3 separate regions of the Mus musculus genome follow, and all the other regions are linked to region 3. The links are chromatin contacts, called in public Hi-C maps. All regions are on one chromosome and are shown on one strand. The core of a region is the stretch at or near the end of the contact, and the rest is flanking DNA. Distances in the headings are between cores, read along the strand shown.

Evidence for each region. Hi-C and Micro-C count contacts between places; a contact is called where the count stands out from the background.
Region 1: a Hi-C map of the N1E-115 cell line shows a contact between it and region 3, with 2.8 times the contacts expected there. The contact joins the enhancer-like site here to the promoter of Marchf11 in region 3. A contact is called at or near these places in 1 of 39 promoter capture datasets (liver), 1 of 484 Hi-C or Micro-C datasets (the N1E-115 cell line), 2 of 115 datasets of contacts at active chromatin or transcription factors (embryonic hindbrain and embryonic stem cells) and 1 of 9 other capture datasets (embryonic stem cells).
Region 2: a contact with region 3 is called in a Hi-C map of the N1E-115 cell line, with 7 times the contacts expected there. The contact joins the enhancer-like site here to the promoter of Marchf11 in region 3. A contact is called at or near these places in 10 of 39 promoter capture datasets (the C10 cell line, the HPC-7 cell line, embryonic stem cells and 5 more), 3 of 15 datasets of contacts at CTCF or cohesin (large pre-B cells, pro-B cells and stem cell-derived epiblast-like cells), 53 of 484 Hi-C or Micro-C datasets (B cells, the BV-2 cell line, the Ba/F3 cell line and 34 more), 5 of 115 datasets of contacts at active chromatin or transcription factors (astrocytes, bone marrow-derived dendritic cells, embryonic stem cells and 1 more) and 1 of 9 other capture datasets (embryonic stem cells).

What each region holds. Positions count from the first base shown.
Region 1 is chr15:26,050,368-26,053,067 of GRCm38.p6, reverse strand. No RefSeq gene overlaps it. Among named protein-coding and RNA genes, the nearest start is that of Gm41279, 11 kb to the left of the region's middle. Within about 2 kb of position 1,412, at least 14 of the 459 cell types and tissues checked have an H3K27ac peak or open chromatin away from gene starts, as enhancers often do. A contact at or near this core is called in the N1E-115 cell line, where this site is marked.
Region 2 is chr15:25,804,640-25,807,372 of GRCm38.p6, reverse strand. Myo10 (myosin X) reads right to left here. Exons shown (of 41, transcript NM_019472.2): 36 at 1,655-1,862; 37 at 694-830; 38 at 196-316. Among named protein-coding and RNA genes, the nearest start is that of Retreg1, 37 kb to the left of the region's middle. Within about 2 kb of position 1,377, at least 32 of the 459 cell types and tissues checked have an H3K27ac peak or open chromatin away from gene starts, as enhancers often do. A contact at or near this core is called in the Ba/F3 cell line, the CH12 cell line, ECoMG myeloid progenitors and 7 more, where this site is marked.
Region 3 is chr15:26,307,661-26,310,487 of GRCm38.p6, reverse strand. Marchf11 (membrane associated ring-CH-type finger 11) reads right to left here and starts at 1,440. Exons shown (of 4, transcript NM_177597.6): 1 at 696-1,440. The coding sequence starts at 1,226.

The sequences.
Region 1 (2,700 bases), core at 163-2,662, 260 kb after region 3:
GTGACTTATTGAGACTTTATCCTTTTGTACAAACATCGCCAGGTTCATTATCACTTCTAGAAGGAGTCTGCCACAGGAGTGACAACTTGTGTTATACATGGCGTTTTCTAAACATCCAGCAACAAAATGCATTGGGCTTGAGATCTGAAAACACTTTACAGGCAGACCAGGGCAAATTAGTATGCACTGTGAAATGACCTCAGCCTTCAATGGTGCTAACATCAAGCTTTACTTAATCACAGAGAATGAGAAATGAGAAAGGGAGACAATGAGTAGAAAGGGGTAAATCTTTGCCAAAGAAAGAGACGTTAGCATCCTGACCAATTTCAGCATGGAGGAGACCTTTGTGTCAGTGTAGAGAACAGAGAGGATACCCCATCTTCCTTGAATTCTTTCTTTGATCCCTTTGCTTTCTATTTGGGCCAAGACTGATGGGTGAGCCATTCTTCACAGAAAGGGAGGAAGGGAGCATGAAGGGTAGAAATGAAAGCAGACCTTGCTTATCTGTTGCATGGCTTTATTCAAAAAGCTCTAAATATAATTAAAGCTAATATTATTGGCATGCATCAACTCTCAGATTATTAAAGACTCATTCGTTTGAAATATTCATTTCCATAAAAGCTTTTGCATGAGTTGGATGCTTTTAACTTTCTCTCTAATATCTGAACGTGGTCAGAAAGACAGAAATTTCAGTGGTCAGAAAGACAGATAGATATTCCTGAGCTGTCTTTCTGGCATTTACAAATGGGCTGGCATTTACAAATCTCCAACCTAGTCCTCCAGTCTCACCAGTGAAGGATTATGATTACAGACTAAATGGGGCTGAATATTTCAATTTTAGAAGGACGCCTCTCCCCAAATGTCCTACATTCTGACATGCAAAGAAAATTACTGGACAATTTTAAACTTTTAATAGCCAATCTACCAGTAGTTAAACATCTGTTCTAGTGTTTCCAGAAACGTCTTTCCTTGAAGGCAGCAGGTGGCACTTCCCGCAATCGGAGCAACTAAGTCTATACATACAAATTTCTTATGCCAAGAGAGCCATTCTATTCAAGGAAGTGTGGGGGGGGGGGGCTTATGATTTTTCTTAAAGAAGCCAAGCACTTAGAGCCATGGTTATGTGAAGTCAGATAAATTTAAATTCTTCATAAAATCTTCATTTTGTGGAAGGTTGGTTGTTTTTATTTTGGCGAGGAGCAAATATTTACATTTAAAACCATGCCCTCTGTGTTTCTCATTTAAATCATGCCTGCTTTGGCTGCAGACACAAACACTAATAAGATGATAGCAGTATAAGCTCCAAGTGCCTGGTAGAACATAAACTCATTTTTCGAATCACTGTGAGAAGCTGCAGTATTTCTAATCCTGTTTTTCTATCAGGATGATGTCACTACCAGATTGATGACTCATGGGCATGTGGCACAAGCTGCAGTCTTAGTCACTGGGTCACCTATGCCTAAGGGGCAAATATGTCTCTTCTCTAACTCAGTTGCATAATCTCAGAAACAATTTGCCTGTTTGAATTGAATGGGTTCAAATGCGAACACAGAAGAGCAAATTCTTATTTGGGTTCAAGAAAGGAGTGCTCAAAGGAAGCCCACAACTGTGTTTGTCAAACATTCACACTCTCTGCCTCACCTCTAAATTTTATCATTACCTCTAATACCCTCAAAAGTTAGAGCCAGTCTCTGTTCACTTAGGATTACAAATAGAAAATCGCACCCAAGAATAAAGAATAGGAGGGAGGGGAGAGGCCAAGAGCTTGAGTTCTAAGAGGGGCACTGATGAGATAACCCCTGGGTTGCTGGGCAGGAAGGACAAGGTTTTCACTGCAGCATAAAGAAAGAATCTAGGAAGAAAGGACACCGCCTGAGAAGTCCCTGATGTCCCCAGGCCTAGGTGGCGTCATCCTGATGCCCAGGCATTTTTCCCAAATCAATGGATGTTGCTCCAACAAATATACAAGTGGCAGCAAAACTAAGCTTTGTGGGTGATTATGAACTCAAGGACTATGGACTACAAGGGACTCATTGGTTTGTGTCAAAGTTCCATTCCAGAAACTATACAGCACTAATATATTAAATACTGTCATACTCTAAGAAAATTCCAGAATCCTGATGGAAAGGATTCTGTCTCTTAAGTTTCACAGTCCTTGAAGATCTATCTGATCATGTTCCATAGAATGCCTCTGTCTCCCAAATAATTTGTGCTCCTTTTAATTAAACTGATAATCTGAAGAAATTGTTATATTTACAGGGCTAGAGAGATGGCTCAGCAGTTAAGAGCATGTTCTGCTCATGCAGATGACCTGAGTTCAATTGCCAGATGTTGGGGATTGGTTCTAATGCTTTGTCTTAATTCAGCTGCCAAAATCACAAAGGAATCAGCATGTCCAGATACTGAGAGTCCCTGCCCCAATTGGCTTTTGATTAATCAATAAAGAGCCAACAGCCAATGGCTGGGCAGGGTGAAAGAGGCAGGACTTTTAGGATTCCCAGGAAAGATGCAGAGAAGAGAAGGAACAAATTCGCTGTGAAGCAGAAACAGAGAGATCAGATTTAAGAGCTGCAGAAGAGAAAGCATCCAGCAATGTAGGTACAAAGAGAAAGTGGCCCCGTGAGACAGCTGCCCAGAAGGAAACAGGGCAGCAAAGATAAAATATAGATTTAGTCAGTGTTAACTCAGGAATACCGGAGG
Region 2 (2,733 bases), core at 128-2,627, 500 kb after region 3:
ACATCAAGTGTCTTGGCAGTGGTGTTCAAACCGAGTGCTCATTCCACAGTGAGTGGTTAGCTTTTCCTTGCTGGTAAGTCTGCTACCGCACCTAATCCTACAGACTTTAGCAGTTTATTTATTTGCTGCAGTAATGGGCTTCTCTCTCTTGTCTCTGACAAAGGAAAAGAATCTGTCTCTTGGAGTTCCTTTTACCTGTTCAAACATAAACGCAAACTCCACGCTGTCTTTTGGCATGCTGTCGGTGTCCAGGAAGCAATAAAGTTTGAAGTAGAATTTCCATGGCGCGTCCCCGGCTTCTGACGTGGCAGCTAGCCTACAGGCAGAAGCCACAAAAGTCTCAGAGCAAAACCAGAAATGGGCCATGGTAACCCACAGAGGGCTGATTTCACACAGCGTACTCTGAAGATGAAGCTGTCCTACCATATGATGGGACAAAGAGGTGACACAAGGGGTCGTCACACAAACAAAATAGCAAGGCAGTCCTTGTCAGATCTCCTGGGTAGTTTAACCAGAGGGAAAGTGCATTGTTCCAGCCAGGTTCCACTTTAGGGTAGATAATAAAGAGAAAGCTTTCAAGCAAAGAGGGCCAACAGGTGGCAGAGAGGAAAAGGTAAATAGATTAACAAGGGTAAAATATAAACTAACGCAAACACACGTGTTCTCCAGGCGTTTTGAAGGGGAGGAACTTACTTTTCAAACTTTGCCAGGACGTCAGCTACGATGGTCCGGCTTTCGATGGCCTTGTCCACCTGTCCGTTGTACTCAAACAAGGCAAACATGTTCCTGCTGTCCTCCATGGCGAGCCCTCGGATCAGCTTCTCCACCACCTGGAAGACACATCAGGGGCTCTCAGCTCAGACGCTGCTGCCGCCATGCGCTTTACATGCATACGACGTCATCTGTCGGAGGGAGAGGCTGGTGTGGCAGGGTCCACACAGCCCTCTGAGACTGCTGCCCCGGAGCCTGAGCATGTACTGGCTTGCTCTTACTGTCTTGATAAATTCAGCTTTGACTTTCTTCTTCCCTCCCCTCCCCGGGGCGTGGGGGGAGGGGCAGGGGAGAGGAGGACCACTAACTTACGGTTTTCTTTTTTTGCAAAGCCTCAGTAGTTGGAAAAATAAATGAAACCCCTAAGTCCCATCTTTTATCCGATATATTGATAAGCCTTGAGAAACAGTGGCGATTTCTAATGATGAGTCACTTCAAAAGGCTCCTAAGGCTTAATTAGCAACGCCACCATCATTCCAAGCTTTTGTTGGGCTTGATTTAAGAGGTCAGGGGAAAATGTGCTCTTCTGATGTGGTATTCTCCACATTCTCATGGCAGGCACAGAGAGACACCTGGTGGCCGAAGAGACTCGACACACCCTTCTCACAGGGTTTCCCCATTGCAGATCTAGACACGTTCAAGATGGGGGAGATTACGTCTGAGGGACACTGGCTTAGGTGGAGCTTTGCATTTGCACGTAACTCAACTTTTACCTCTACTGTGTGTGTGTGTGTGTGTGTGTGTGCGTGCGCTTGGCTGCTGGCTGTACTGACTTCCTTGCTTGTTGAGCGGATACACTGAGCATAAACACACATTCAGGTACCACAGGCGTATGGGCCAGTGTGCAACAAGCACAAGGCGATTGACTGTCGGCATTCCCTACCTCCCCGGCTGTGGTGTGGGAGTTGATGGTGATCTTGCAGGAGCCTCCGCCATGGCAATACACTGTGGACGTCATTTCCTGCCGGTGGATCAGAGCTTCGATTTCATCTCGGGAAGGCACAAACTCTCTGCATTTGGTTTTCTTAAGGGATTCGTAGATAAAGAGGGCGTACTTCTCCATCTCGGTTCCTGGGAACTGTTCCCGTATCCTGGGAGACAAAGGTGACTGTGAACTGGAGATAGACACAGGCTGGCCAGAGGGAGCTGGGATGTGGGGAGGGTTCAGCAGCAGAGGCTGGGAGGCTGCCCCCTTGTGGTGACAGGAGTGAATGGCAGTGTCTTTCTGGTTAGGTCCAGCTTTAGTTCAGACATGGAAAAAGTAAAGAACCTACGTTGCGGGTAGTCCGCTGCCAGTTTTTTTTTTTTTTTATGTGGCACCGCTAATAACCAAAATTATAATGCCTTGGGCCATGGCCTTGAATTCAAAAAGATCTGCCTGCATCTGCCTCCTGCTGGGATTAAATGTGTGCACGCCATGCCTACACCTGGCCTTTCTTTGTTAATGTAGGGGTTCACGATGTACTCTATCTAGGCTGGCCTTGAACTCTCGTTCCTCCTGCCTCAGTGAGGAGATTACCAAAACAAGACACCGTGTCCAGCTTTAAATGTTGTTTGCCACAGTTGAGCAAAATGAGACTTGTTAGCTGCCTTTGCCACACACAGAACAATGAGATTAGACAGACTACTCAGAGATTCACCTACGTAGCCATTTTTTTACCTAAAAGTATTCCATAACCTCACGCTGTCAACCTCAGAATAAAATCTGATAAGAACTAAGTCAGTTCACACACACACACACACACACACACACACACACACAATCAAAGTTGGGGTTTTCTATAGAGAGAGTAATTAAATGTACCCAGCATGAATACATTAGTGGCTTGATTCTTCATTCGGCTTAAAGGGCAAGAGGACATCTAAGTCATACACACTTGCTTGAGGGGCCCTGTGGGTCGGGCTGGAGAGCCCTGTCGCAGCGTTTGATGTCGCAATGGTGGATTATACCTCTGTAAGCTC
Region 3 (2,827 bases), core at 191-2,690:
GAAAGCCTGTGTATTCTTATGCAACTTCCTAACTTTCAGAGACATTAAAGCTAATGTTTTCACACACTTTGCAAGGGAGATGCATTCTCATTTCCCCTGCATGATGGTTCTTGTGGAAGTTTGTACGTGACTCTAATGATGCTTATAATTTTAAAAATGCATTTCTAACAAAGCATCAAGGACATCAATTGGCTAAGATACCCTTTCTGTTCAAGTACTTCCTTTTGCAAGAACTGTAGCACCTTTCTCATTAAAAATTTGTAATAAAAAACCCACCCTTTTTTGGTATTGCATATTGGTATTGCATACCTCATATTGGTATTGATGTAGCATGACTTATCCCCAGCCTCATTTGTATTCTGAAACTAAGTTCTCTGGATACATTAACAGAAAAGAGACCTGGCTTGAATCTACTTATAAACTAAAATCCTTTGAGTAATTCACAAGAAACGCTTGATGATGTTACCATTATAGTACCTAGGAGTACCTGACTTCAAAATAAGGTAGAGAGAAAAGGTGTAGGTTAATTTACTTCTGTATTGGCCACCAGAACACTTTATCAGCCTTCTCAGAAAGAGAACTGGAGAGGGAAGCTCAGTTGTGGGGCGTGCGCTGTCCGTGGTGCTGAAAGCTCTACCCTTGCGGTCCAGGTCCAGGACTCACCGCCTGCAGACCTGGGGTCCCTCTGGCCTTACCTGCTCTGCGCCCTGGAAGCAGATCTTGCAAATGGGCTGATGGTGCTGGTGCTGGTGCCCCGAGCGCTGGTCGCTACCGCCGCCACTACTGCTGCTGCGGCTGCTACATACGGAGCGTGTTTCGGGCTGGTCTCCGGTGCCTCGCCGCTCGCCCTCCCGGCACGCGCCGGCCTCGGGCTCCCCCGGGCTGCCTTTCCCCGTCGCAGCCTCGGGGAGCTTCACCTCTGGAAGGCGCCTAGGACCTTCGCAGGAGTCGCCCGCCGCTGTCACCTCCTGGTCGCCGGGCAACAGAGACGGCGGCAGCGGCGGTAGAGGCTCTCCTGCGCCCTTGCGCCGAGGGGCCAGTTCTACCGGCGGCTCGCCCGACCCTACGATGCGCTCCAGAGGCGCGGGCAGCGGCGGCCGGTAGCGTGGGGAGGTGGGGACCAGGACCGACTCTCCCGGAGGCGGGGGTGGGGGCGGCGGGGGCAGAGGTGGCTCAGCTTCGAGGCTGTCCGCCCGGCTAGACCGTTTTTTGCCCTCGTCGCTCATGGTGGAGTCGCCGCCGTCCTCCTGCCCGCCCGGTGGCGGGCCGGGCGCGGACTGCAGCCAGAGAGCGCAGAGGAAGGCTGGAGAGGGAGGAGGGAAGAGGGTGGGAAGGGGAACCGGGGCGAAGGGACTAGGAAGGCGGGACCAGGAGAGGACGCGGAGGACCGGCGCGGCGGCCGCAGAGGCGGCTGTTCAGCGGAGCCGCCGGCTCGGCTCTGATGGAGGCGGCGCCGAGTTCGGCTGCCCGTGCCAGGCGCGCGGGGGTGGGGATGGGAGGCGGGGAGGAGCGCAGAGCTGGGCAAGGAGGCTGGGAACAAGCACTGGACTGGGGGATGGGGGTAGGCAAGTCGTGCGTGAGAGAGAGGTGTGGGGTGCCGAGAGGACCCTGCTGGAACTGGGGGATTCCTGGGCCGCTTCCACTAACCCCGCCCCGGGCCGCTCACGTCGGTTCCGGGGCGGATTGCCCCTCGCAGAAGCGCGCGGTACTGCGGCTCCAGTGAGAAAGGAAAAGGGGGAGGGGTCGGAAGCTGCCGATCCAAAAACCGTTACTGGGTGGATCTGGGGGAATTCCGAGAAACCCGCCGGGTGGGGGCGCGGTGGGCCAAGCAGAGACCCGCGTGGGAGTAAGGATGAGGGCGAGGTAGGCATCCCTGTGAACAGAGGCACGCAGGAAAGGACTCTTGAGGACAGATGCTGTAGCTGCTCTTTGCTCCACTGTTGTTTTGGGGATCCCAGTCCTCTCTTCTTCAGAGGACTCTGCATCTCAAAAGTCTTCAAGCAGAAGCCTCTGAAACCTTTGTCATCCTGGGAATGCCCAATCCCCCTGTCTCCCTCTCCTGAATATATACATCCTGGATTTGTAAAAATTTTCGATGCGTCCGAGGTTGGAGGGTTGCAATGCTCCATTCTGTGGCTTGTGGGTCTCCTTCATGCTTGCACAAATATTGCTGCGTCCTTCCCAGGAAAAGTGGTTACAACCTTGACTCAGCCTGCCTCCACCCTCATCCACCCCCCACCCCCAGTCTCTCCTCCCTCTCTCCCTCTCTCTCCCTCTCCCCGGCCTCCTCTCTCCTCCCTCCCTACCCCTCCCTACCTTTTCTCTCCCTCTTCCTCTCTCTCCCCACCCCTTTCCAGTAGGGTACTGTGCTCCTGTGCTCTGGCCTTCTGTTCCAAACCCAGCAGTCTGAACTCTTAGGTTATTGGGGTTTTACCCTGCAAGGTGTCCATGCAAATCAATTGTGACTTATCACTGAAGTGGAGTCTTAATGACTTTGACAGAAGTGACTGGCCCTAAAACATTCCTTATTGGCCACATTTCATAGCTGAAGACCTAGGACCAGATAGGCAAACTAAGTTCAAGGTCACCAGCCTATTTAAGGACTGTCCATAGATCTGACACCAGTGTGTGTGTGTGTGTGTGTGTGTGTGTGTGTGTGTGTGTGTGTTTGCGTGCGCGTGCGCGCGCCAGGGTGATGGGCACATGAACATATACCAGCATTCACACACAATCCTTTCTTCATCTTCTTTAAAATAGTTCTGTAGCATGTGGGTTGTTTTGTGTCTCTAACTCCAGTTAACAGAATTGAAGTACTTGAGCACAGGCT